Linked DNA regions of Sus scrofa: regions 1 and 2 are each linked to region 3. Evidence: chromatin contacts called from public HiChIP or PLAC-seq data. All regions are on one chromosome and are shown on one strand. Each heading gives the region's core, a stretch centred on a gene start, on an enhancer-like site or on the middle of the called end of the contact. The rest is flanking DNA. Distances are from core to core; before and after follow the strand shown.

Region 1 (3,673 bases), core at 468-2,967, 130 kb after region 3:
CCTGATTCCCTCTGGAGCTCAGAGGCGCGGGCCCCTGGGAAAAGCTGAGGAAGCCTTAGGAAGCCACCTGCCTCTGTGCCTCACCCCAGCTCTCCAGGGTCTCAGCCAAAGGAAGGTGGAATGGATGAAGGTGACACTGCTGCTCCAGGGGAACCCCATCCAGAAGGCGCCAATGCCATGCGCCAGGGCTCTTGCTGGCAAAAGCTTGGTGCCTTCTTCATTACCAGGGAGCCTGCCTGGCAGGTGAGGGTGGGGAAAGGGGCAACGAAGGCATTCATAGCAGAAGACATTGGAGTTCCTGTCGTGGTGCAGTGGTTAACGAATCTGACTAGGAATCGTGAGGTTGTGGGTCCAATCCCTGGCCTCATTCAGTGGGTTAAGGATCTGGCATTGCCATGAGATATGGTGTAGGTCACAGATGCAGCTCGGATCCCAAGCTGCTGTGGCTCAGGCATAGGCCAGTGGCTACAGCTCCAATTTGACCCCTAGCCTGGGAACCTCCATGTGTCGCAGGAGCAGCCCTAGAAAAGGCAAAAAGACCAAAAAAAAAAAAAAAAAAAGAAAGAAAGAAAAAGAAGACGGACAGTCCCCACCACACCCCAGGCCTGAAGGGTCCATCTGCTTGGCCTTTTGGAAGACAGGCCCGACTAGGGCTCCAGAGACCAGACCAGACCCCTGCCCAAGTAGGAGGGAAGGAGCGCCAAGAGACTCAGGAGGCTGGGACCAGCGCCCAAGGGTGGCAGGTGGGGAGGGCGGGGGACTCAGGTGCAACTCCTTCTGTTTGACTTTGGGCCAGCCAAGTTTAGGTGCAGTGATTGCCCTGACCTCAGCCTTTATAGATCTGGATCAGTGTAAATACTGAAACGCACGCCAACACCAAAGAAAAGCACATGGACACAGGCAATCCAGACACTCCTGTCATATGTCACATCCAGCTAGTGACTCCCAGTGGCCCAAGTTCTCCCTAGCCTGTACCCTTTCCCCTCCTGGTAGCCCCTCCCTCCCCTCCCTGCCACCCCCTCCCTGGGGCTGGGCTACCTCCTCACTCCTGAAGAGCAAAACTTGCTTGCAGAGGCATAGCTTCCTGGCCCCAGGCCCCTTTTTATAGCCAAGGAAACTGAGGCCCAGGCAGGGGAAGGGACATAGAGGTGTCACATGGCTGCCCACCCCCCAGGGACAAAGCTCTTTGTGCTGATCAAGCGCCTAGAACCTCCTGCACACCATGCTGTCAGTCTAGCCCTGCACCCCCCCAAACTCTACTGCACCCTCCTGCCAAAAAGAGAAACAGGCTGCACTTGAACACAATGAAAGTTGTGTTGTGTGCTAGAGGGACAAAAGTCTAATGGGGAGACTTGAGGCATTGAGAGCAGAAGCCTCGGGGAAGGCTGGCTATGTGTAAGCAGTGCCCCATGCTCCATCCTGGCTCCCAGCTGCCACTTCCAGCCTCACTCCAGGTCTGACATCTGACAAGAAAAGCAGAGTCAGGCCAAGAGAGGAAGAGCGAGGGGAAGGCCTGCTCTTTAGAAGCCACAGTGGGGCCCCTCGCCTCCCAGACACCCGGTGTTCTCTGAAACCCGAGGGGTGAGGCTGCATCACGCAAATTCCTGCCCACAACTAGTGACATTAAAGAGAGGTAGGACCTGCAATCACTCCCTGTCTAAGGCCTGAGTGCCACCCTCCTCTAGAGGCAGCACCATGATGGCACCACGATGGGGAGAGCAGACACAGGCCTCTGGCGCCCTCTGCTGTTCAGCACTCCTGTCCCACAGCCTGAGGGATGGCACTGAGGCTGGCAGGGGATGCTCACGGAATGTCACCAGTCCCTAGGGTTGCCCTAGCTCTTTGCAGCCCCCCTATCTACTTTCCGAAAAGAGCCAAGAAAACCCTGTGCTCAAGGCTTAAGAAGGGTAGTGTATCAGTCAGAACACACCAGGGTGTGTCGTGGTAACAAACAACCCCCAAGTGAAAGTTTGTAACAATTTCTATTCCTGGGACCTGGATTATCTGGGGGCGGTACTCCCTGTTTCCTCTCTCTGGGATCTGGATGGAGGGCACAACCACCATCTTGGAAGTTGCTGGCTACATAGAAAGAAGGGCTTCCTTAGACCTTTGAAATGTCTACTCACAACTCAGATTAGGTTTCATGGCCCCATCCCACACCAGGGCCCTGGAGGTGCCATCCTACCAGGTGCCTGGAAGCCCAGGGGCTGGAAGTATTCAGATGCGTGATGACTAGTGGTTAGTTTGCTCATCAAACATTTTCAGCTCATTCTCCCTCCTACAAGCAAAATACACTCACCCCTCCCCAAGGAACACAGCCACAAAGTACCCCCACCCAGCATGGTATCAGCAAAGGTGCAGGACCTCAGGGTGAGGTGTTGAGGTCCCCAATAAGATGCAGTAATCCCTTTCTCACAGAGAGGGATCCTCTTAATCCAGAGACCAATGGCCTCAAATGAATAAACCCACCTCCACCCAACTCAGTATTCAGCAATAGACTAAGTGTAAGATCATGTCAATATACACCCAGTTAGAAAGAGGATAAATGGGCCACATGTCTCAGCAGAGGCTGCTCTACAGTTATCCTGACACCCCAGAGGCAGACATTTTACAGGTCCCTGCCCCAGAAGTGGGGCGTCTTCCCTGCTCAGACAGACTGGGACTGTCCCTTGAGTATCACTCCCCATGGTTCTTTGTGCCTCTGCTCCTTTCTTTCCTGTCTGGCTGGCTCCCCGGGTTACTTCTCACTCAGAATGTTGAGGGGTCTGCAGCCCTGGAATGGGTACCCCACTCTTGAGTCCAATGGACTTCTGAGCTCCAGCATGATACCAGTTGCAATGTCCCTCAGGTCTCAGTTCAAATTCCAGAGAAAAAGATAGAGAGAGAGAAGACCTGACTGACAGTCCTATTGTTTAGGGCCAGGGACACGAGTCATAGTTACCCTCCAGCTTATGAATGGACCCACTTGAGAAGGGGCCACATGCTGCCTGCACACCGTAGGTTTCCCTGGAAGTAAGAAGGGAGAAGACAGTGGATGCTTGTTTTCTCTGAAACAAGTCGCTTGGAGTTGCCTTTGAATGATTCTGAAGAAGACACACAATTTGGGGTGAGGAAGTGAGGTTTGGCCTTCTACTCCCTCAGACTACTAATTGTTTGCTTTATTTATTTCTCTAAGTATCAGTTTCCTCATCTGTAAAATGGGCCAACAATCTCTGTCCCCATCCTCCTTTTCTACTTACCCCTTTTGTCCCCTCAGGCACCCAGGGGAAACAATCACAGGTCCCCATTGCCTGAGCTGGATCACAGCCCAGACTTACATGTAGTCTCTCTTGGGAAATTTTGTAATGGAGAACTCTTGGGGCCTGAACCACCAAAGGAATAAATCTCCAACAGTGAAAGGTAAGGCAGTAAGACAAAAGGAGGAAATATTTTTGGTAGAAGGGAAGGAGGAGAGACAGCACTCAAGAGCATCTAGATATGGAATCTGCTCTCTATGGCTGATTTTCCATTTCCTTCTTTGTGAGAGAAATGAGTCAAAGCCTATCTTGAATGACAACTCTTGTTACCAGAATCCTCCGGTCATTTTCAGCAGTAAACTTGCGTTTGAGCCGGGTGTGGGCGAGGTGCCCCCTTAGGTACACGTTCTCTACTTCCCTGTCCCCTGTCTTCTAAA
Region 2 (3,366 bases), core at 144-2,643, 240 kb after region 3:
ACTTGCCTTTTCCACTTAACAAAAATCCTAAATATCTTTCAATGGCAGTCCTGTTAAGGGCTACATGAAAGCCTCTTCTCAAGCACTTTTTTCTCCTGCTTATAAATAATACCTCAGTAAAATTGTATATATGTTTTTGAATGGATTCTTAATAAATGAAATTTCTGGGTAGAAGGTAAGGACACTTTTAATTCTGAGAGACAAAACCCAATTACACTCCTTAAGAAGTTGTAGTAATTGTCACTCAGAGCAATGGTCCATTTTCCAAGTGTTGGCAACATGGTTGTAATTCAATTGTTAAATCTTCCTTCAATATCTAAATTATTGATTACGGAGTTATTCGGTCATTCTTTCAAACAATGCTTATTAGGCACCTTCTAAATGTCAGGCACTGTGTGAGCAGCTGGGTTTGCTCTCATGCAGGAGTTCCCACCCCTAATCATCAGACTCCTCAGGAGAACTGGGGAAACTGTTTAGTTGTTTGTTTCATTCAGTTTTTGTGTTTTGTTTAACTGCTTCCCAGGTAACGCAGCTAATGACCAGTCAAAAGTAGAGCAGGAGTTCCCCTTGTGGCACAGCGGTAACCATGAGTATCCATGAGGATGTGGGTTCGATCCCTGGCCCCGCTCAGCGGATTAAGATTGTGTTTTGCCATGAGCTGTGGTGTAGGTGGTAGACTCGGCTGGGATCTGGCATTGATGTGCCTGTGGCCTAAGCTGGTGGCTGCAGCTCTGATTTGGCCGCTAGCCTGGGAACTTCCATATGCCCTGGAAAAAAAAAAAAAAGAGAGAGAGAGAGCAAATCTTCTCGCTTCTTTCACTGTGTTTAACGTTTTGTGGAAACCAGGGTCCTGGAAACAGGATCTGTTTACCTAGAGTAAAAGAACAGGGAACTAACTCTCCTGATCTTAAGGAGTAATGCCCAAATGCCAAAATCTATTGTTGCGCTGCGGGTTAAGGAGCCTAGACCCACAGTTGAGTTCAAATTAGATCCCTGGCCCCGAAAATTTCTGTATGCCCCCAGTGTGGGCCAAAAAAAAAAAAAACCCAAAACAAAACTCCTTGTGGCAGGAATGGGCTTATTAGTCCCAATTTACAAATATGCTCCATCCCATTTCTGTTGGGTAGTGAATGTGCAGGAATCTCCTGATCTAGAGGTTTCACAACAGATTAACTCCCTTGATCCACTAACCAGGGCAGGCCACCTCGAAACCGCCACCAAACCTGATTTTAAAACTTTTTACTAGAGGGACCGGTGATAATGGGCATGCGCAACAGCCGCTAAGCAGGCTCTTGCGCCCCTAGCGATCAATAGGCCTCAGTGCAATTGAGAAGTTCGGCTTCATTCGGCCACACTCGGCTTCTAGCCCCGCCTCCAGGTTCCGCCCCTTCCTCCCAGCCCTGGACGTTGATTGGCGAGACGTGGACTATAAGTACTTGAGCGCGGGCGTCTGAAGTATAGGCGTCAGTGCCAGGTGGAGAGCGGTGTTTTCTCGGTGTGTAAGGTTCAAGCGAACTGAGACCACTTCCACCCGGACGCCTGGACTCAGTTGCGAGCTTTCCTGCATAGCCTTCCTCATCGTAGGGAATATGGACGAGACAGGTCACCGTGCCCAGGAAGAGGGGCGGGTCAGGGGGCGCCATGCATTGCTTCGGCTACTCCATCTGCTAAGAATTCAGTGTTCATCAATAAGGCCTGGCTCGGGCATCCACCTGGGGTCCGACCCTAGCCTTGGGTCCCCAAAGCTGAGCCTTGCGGGTTTAGGATTACATAATGTGTAAACCTCAGAACTGCGTCTGCACTTCTGTTCTGTCCGTGGGTTCCCAACTCAAGGCCCGAACACCTACACCAGCACCTGGCCACCGGGAAGGTGCATACCAAGTGTGAATTGATTAAAAGGGGCTGGCAGTGGGGGCAGGCCTGCTGCAGTAGATAGTTGCTGGTCCAGACCTGGGTTCCAGTTGTGGTCCTGCCAGTCACTGCTGCTGAACAAGGTCCTTCTCCCGTTCCTCCTGTGTAAAAGACGGTTGGGCTCTGACAAATAGTAAATGCCAACAAGAGCCAAGTGTTGCCTTAAGTACTGGAGATGCAGATGAGCAACACAGACAGCCCGATCCCCCAACTCACTGTGTGGAGGGAGGAAGACAGTTGAACAAACTACCAGAAATTCACAATTACACGTTTACTTTGCAGTGGTATTCAGAGAACTTGGGCAGAGATTTAATATGTATAGCCTGGGGTGGGCTTCCTGTGGTGTAATAAGTAGAATTAACTGGGTTAAGTAGTCAATGGCCCAGGGATAGGTGGGGATAGTGAGTGCAAAGATCTGGAAGGTGAAAGACACACTTCTTACTTTAATTGGACATCAAAATAACTCTCAAAGTATACAAATAAGAGGACTGGAAGTGTCAGTAAGTTAAATTGAGTAGAACTTGGAGGATTCTTGGGAAGACCGTAACTATTTGAGCAATCCTGTGAAAATATGTGTGATGGTCCCTGACCCTGTGTCCTGACTTTAGGGTTCCAGATTGTTGAATTTGATGTCAACAGTCCAGTTACCATGATGTATGCTGTGTAGCGTTTGTTCTGACTTGAACGGGCATCTCCTGGCTGTTCCAGAACTAAAAACATCAATCTTCTCTTAAAGGCAGCCCTTGTCTATCTCTAGCTAGTGCCCAGGCTTGATTGCAAAGAAAAGGAACTGAGAAATGGCTTGCAAAGTGACAGAGAAGAAAAATAAAAGCATGTGTGTGGAAGAGATACCAGGTTTGGTAAAAGAAATGCTGGACTGAGACAGCTGAGGTGGCAGGCCCTGCCCTAGCTGTGTGAACTTGACAAGGCACCCAAACTCTACCAGGAACTGGGTCTTGATATAGAACAGGGCTACTTAAGTTCTCCTGACGTGTCAAGTTCAGAATGGAAGAATCTGTGAATGTTATTTTTAAACTATAAAGTGCCATCCAATCAAACCAATAGTTACCTAGCTCACACTGTTCCCTCAGAATTTTACTGTATATGCTCCTTCAAGTTATAGGAGAGAAAAAAAAAAAGAATTTGACACATTCTATTTGAATTTGTAGCAATTTATCCAGTTGTCTTATCACATAAATACTTTTAATTCGAAGTTCCCTTTGTGGCTCAGTGGTTAGTGAGCCTGACTATCATCCATGAGGACACGGGTTTGATCCCTGGCCTAGCCCAGTGGGTTAAGGATCTAGCATTGCTGTGAGCTGTGGTGTGGGCTGCAGATGCGCTCAGATCCCGTGTTGCTATGCCTGTGGTGTAGGCTGGCAGGTGTGGCTCTGATTGGACCCCTAGCCTGGGAATCTCCATATGACGCGGGTGCAACCCTAAAAAGACAGGAAA
Region 3 (3,421 bases), core at 225-2,724:
AGACTCGCTTTATATTCAGACACAGATAGTTTGAAAGTGAAAGGATAGAAAAAATAGATCATGCAACTAGAAACCAGAAGAGAGTGGGAGTGCCTCTATTAATAAAAGATTGAATACAGCATGAAGCTATGACAATTACAAACATTTACGCACCTAATAACAGGCCATCAAAATACATGAGGCAAACATGGACAGAACTGAAGGGAGAAATGGACAGGTCTATAATCATGACAGGAGCTATGAATTCTTCATCTTCTGTAATGGGTAAAATTGTCAGAAGGAGGTGAGGAAACAGAGGACTCGAACAACACATGAAACCAGCTGGATCTAACAATGTACACAGAATGCTTTACATCTGACATAACAACAGAATATGTGTTCTTAAGTGCACATGAGACATCTTCCAGGATAAGACCATGTGTTAGGCCACAAATTAAGTCTCCACAGATTTATAAAAATATTATACAAAGTATCTTCACAACAAGATTTTGTTAAAAATTAACAACAGGAGGAAAACTGGAAAATTCGCAAACTTGTGGGAATCAAACAAACACACTCCAAACAACCAATGGATCAAAGAAGACGTCACCAGGGAAATTAGAAAATGTTTAGAGACAAATGAGACAAGAACACAATATGCCAAAACTTAGGGGACACAGCAAAAACAGATCCCGTTTGGTTTATTCAAAGCCACAGAGATAGTACATTGAGAATGTGGGATTTAAACCCAAGTCTGTGAGAACCAAAAGCACATGATTTTTCCATTAACTCATCATAGGCTGTGTGTGTGTGTAGAAAAAAAGGGGGAGGGGAGGGGTGAAGGAGTTTGAAAGAACAAGGGTGAGTTCTATGCTCTTACTGTCCCTGATGATGGGGGAGATGGTGCTAAGACACCGATTGCACAGTTACTCGTCTGTCTCATCCATTTTTAGCATCTGCCCCTGCTCATCAGCCGGTTTCCCAGACCAGGTCAGCTCTCCTATTACACATCCACCCTCAGAGTCCCTGTATTTCCCTTCCTAGCTCGTATTGCAGCAGTGACTCAGTTACCCATGTCATCATTTCTTCAACCCTTCTCTCCCTCACTAGACTGCCCCATGAGGCCAGGGCCTGTGTCTTTTGGTCACCACGACATCATTTTGCACTTCGCAGAGGGGCTGCAGAAAGTGGGTGCTTGGAATAATTTGTTAAATAGACAGATGGTTGGATGGATGGACACACGGATGGATGCTTGGTTGGACCGGTGAATCTCACCTCACTGGAGACCTGACATGTGCAGTGAGCCAGGGCCCCAGGCCTGGGCTCTGGGTCGAGCATCCCAGCAGACCACGACTACCTCTCTGTCCCCAAACCCTGCCCATGTGGTGAGTCATCCAGATTCTGAAAACCGCATGCTGCTTTCCACAATGAGGCTGCCCAGAAGGGCCCTTCCAGGCCTCAAGGGGTGTCAGGAAAACTTTGCTCACACGCACCATTACAGCCAGCCCCTTATCACTGCTATTTCTTTGATGTGCTCCTGGTGAGTCAGGGCTGCTCTCGCTGCCTCAGTGCTGTTCCTGTTTCAGCAGCTCTCTGACACTTTTAAACGAAAGTCGGAAGTGGCAGGCTGCGTCTTTCGGCTAAGACTGCAAACAGTCCTTTGCTTTGATTACTCTTTGATTTGATTATAAACGGACTTGGGGTTGAAAGGGACAATGATGTCAAAGGGAAGATGGTGGGACCCTCCCACCTATGGCAAAAGAAGGGAAACCATCCCCAATGCCTCCTTTTCTCGAGCAGGTCTAATGTATGCACCCCCATTCTGGTCAAATGAGGGTCTGGTGTTTCCTGACACACCTTGCACTCGCTTCCTTTCATACCTACATGTTTCCTCCTGCCCAGAGTGCCACTCAGACTCCCATCTCCACCGCTTGTGGCGATCCCATCTCCAGATCCCATCCAAATACCACACAGCCTCCTGGGCTCCACTCAGTTGCTCCTTTCTCCTCGGAGCCTCTTCTGATCACTGCGCCCCCCCCCCCCCCATCTCCTGACCTGCCTTTTCACATTCACTTCCCATATGGCGATGACTCATGTAACTCTCTAATGACGGTATGCATTTTGCAATGCTTTGTTGCAATTTCAAGGAAGAAAGCTGGGGTGTCTTGGGACAATGGCACTGGTGAATCCACCTCAGCTCTGTTCTTATCTGATCTCAGAGAAGTCATGACTCTCCATTTGTTCATCCTTGAAATTGGGGGCTTTTGGGGGATAGTTTTGAATATGAAGTAAGAGGATGGTCATAAGGCTGCTTATATAACTGTACGATGGTTTGTGTGTGTGAGGCGTGATCAGTACCCAGCATTTCCAGCATCATCACCACCACTGGCATCGTTACATTGCTGTTTCACATGTGTTACCTTCCAAACTAGGTGTGAGCTTCTCATGGTTAGGGACCCCCCTTCCCACACCTGGCACCAGGCTACACACACTGTTGATATCCAGTGGCCATTTCTTAATCAGCTGCTAAACTCCAAGGAAAACAAATCTAAGGGAGAAGAAGGTATTTGACAAAGTCTTTCAGGGTGTATCCTTTTTTACTTCCTTTGTCTAAAAAAGGACAAATGGAAAACAAGGACATTATGAAAGTCAGACACTTCCCTGCCTAACAAAGATGGTATGGGACATGTTTGCCATAGTCCCTGACCACACAAGGGCACTTCCAAATTCAGAGTCTCATCCAGCCTTTAAGAATCCTGAGAGGGCCAGGGGAAGCAACCCATTAAACAGTCAAGCAAAGCGAAGCCAGTAAAGCCAAGGGTCTCACTCACTCCACGGCAAAGCAGTGAGTCATCAATAAAATGCACCCTGTGAAGCAGGTTCCTGGCCTTGGCCTTGGCCCTTTTCACGGGGATGCTCATCCCAAGGAAAGAGAATTTCCCTGGCATTAATTGAGAGAGAAATTTTGTCATCGTCACCATTCCTTATGGTGTCCTCGCAATGACCCATCAGCATCCCCACTCTACACATGAGGAGACTGAGGCTCTGGGAGGTGCGAGATGACCTGCCAAGGTCAGAGCGAGGAGGTGGGGCCAGGCCCTCACTTCCCACTCCCCACTGAGCACAGTCTCGGCCTTCGGGCTGAGCTGCCATCCGGGCTACGAATCTCTCCCCATGTTCTCTGGTCCCCGCCCCCCTTCGCGGGAAGTTCGGGTCAACCACATCCTGCCGCGTCCTTGCAGACAAGATAATGATCCTCACCACCACCCTTCTCTGTCCCACCACAGCCCAGCCCAGAGAAGGAGACGGGCTCCCTTGACGCTGCTGCCATCCCCTGAACATCAGAGCCTCAAGAGGCCACATTCTCCGCTCCTTGGAGCGTCCTCCTCCAGAGACATCTGGGACATGTGCTAATAGTCCAAAGTCCCCAGGCCACCTCTGG

What was found. HiChIP or PLAC-seq counts read pairs in DNA pulled down with a chosen protein or histone mark.
Region 1: an H3K27ac HiChIP or PLAC-seq map of alveolar macrophages shows a contact between it and region 3. The contact joins two enhancer-like sites. A contact is called at or near these places in 2 of 2 datasets of contacts at active chromatin or transcription factors (alveolar macrophages and skeletal muscle).
Region 2: an H3K27ac HiChIP or PLAC-seq map of alveolar macrophages shows a contact between it and region 3. The contact joins two enhancer-like sites. A contact is called at or near these places in 1 of 5 promoter capture datasets (fetal skeletal muscle), 1 of 47 Hi-C or Micro-C datasets (fetal skeletal muscle) and 2 of 2 datasets of contacts at active chromatin or transcription factors (alveolar macrophages and skeletal muscle).

Annotation. Positions count from the first base shown.
Region 1 is chr1:167,404,640-167,408,312 of Sscrofa11.1, reverse strand. No RefSeq gene overlaps it. Among named protein-coding and RNA genes, the nearest start is that of RPLP1, 110 kb to the right of the region's middle. Within about 2 kb of position 1,717, at least 9 of the 83 cell types and tissues checked have an H3K27ac peak or open chromatin away from gene starts, as enhancers often do. A contact at or near this core is called in alveolar macrophages, where this site is marked.
Region 2 is chr1:167,299,423-167,302,788 of Sscrofa11.1, reverse strand. No RefSeq gene overlaps it. Among named protein-coding and RNA genes, the nearest start is that of RPLP1, 5.0 kb to the right of the region's middle. Within about 2 kb of position 1,393, at least 21 of the 83 cell types and tissues checked have an H3K27ac peak or open chromatin away from gene starts, as enhancers often do. A contact at or near this core is called in alveolar macrophages, where this site is marked.
Region 3 is chr1:167,536,929-167,540,349 of Sscrofa11.1, reverse strand. LOC100626276 (a long non-coding RNA gene) reads right to left here. Exons shown (of 3, transcript XR_131319.4): 3 at 1-3,421. Among named protein-coding and RNA genes, the nearest start is that of RPLP1, 240 kb to the right of the region's middle. Within about 2 kb of position 1,474, at least 22 of the 83 cell types and tissues checked have an H3K27ac peak or open chromatin away from gene starts, as enhancers often do. A contact at or near this core is called in alveolar macrophages, where this site is marked.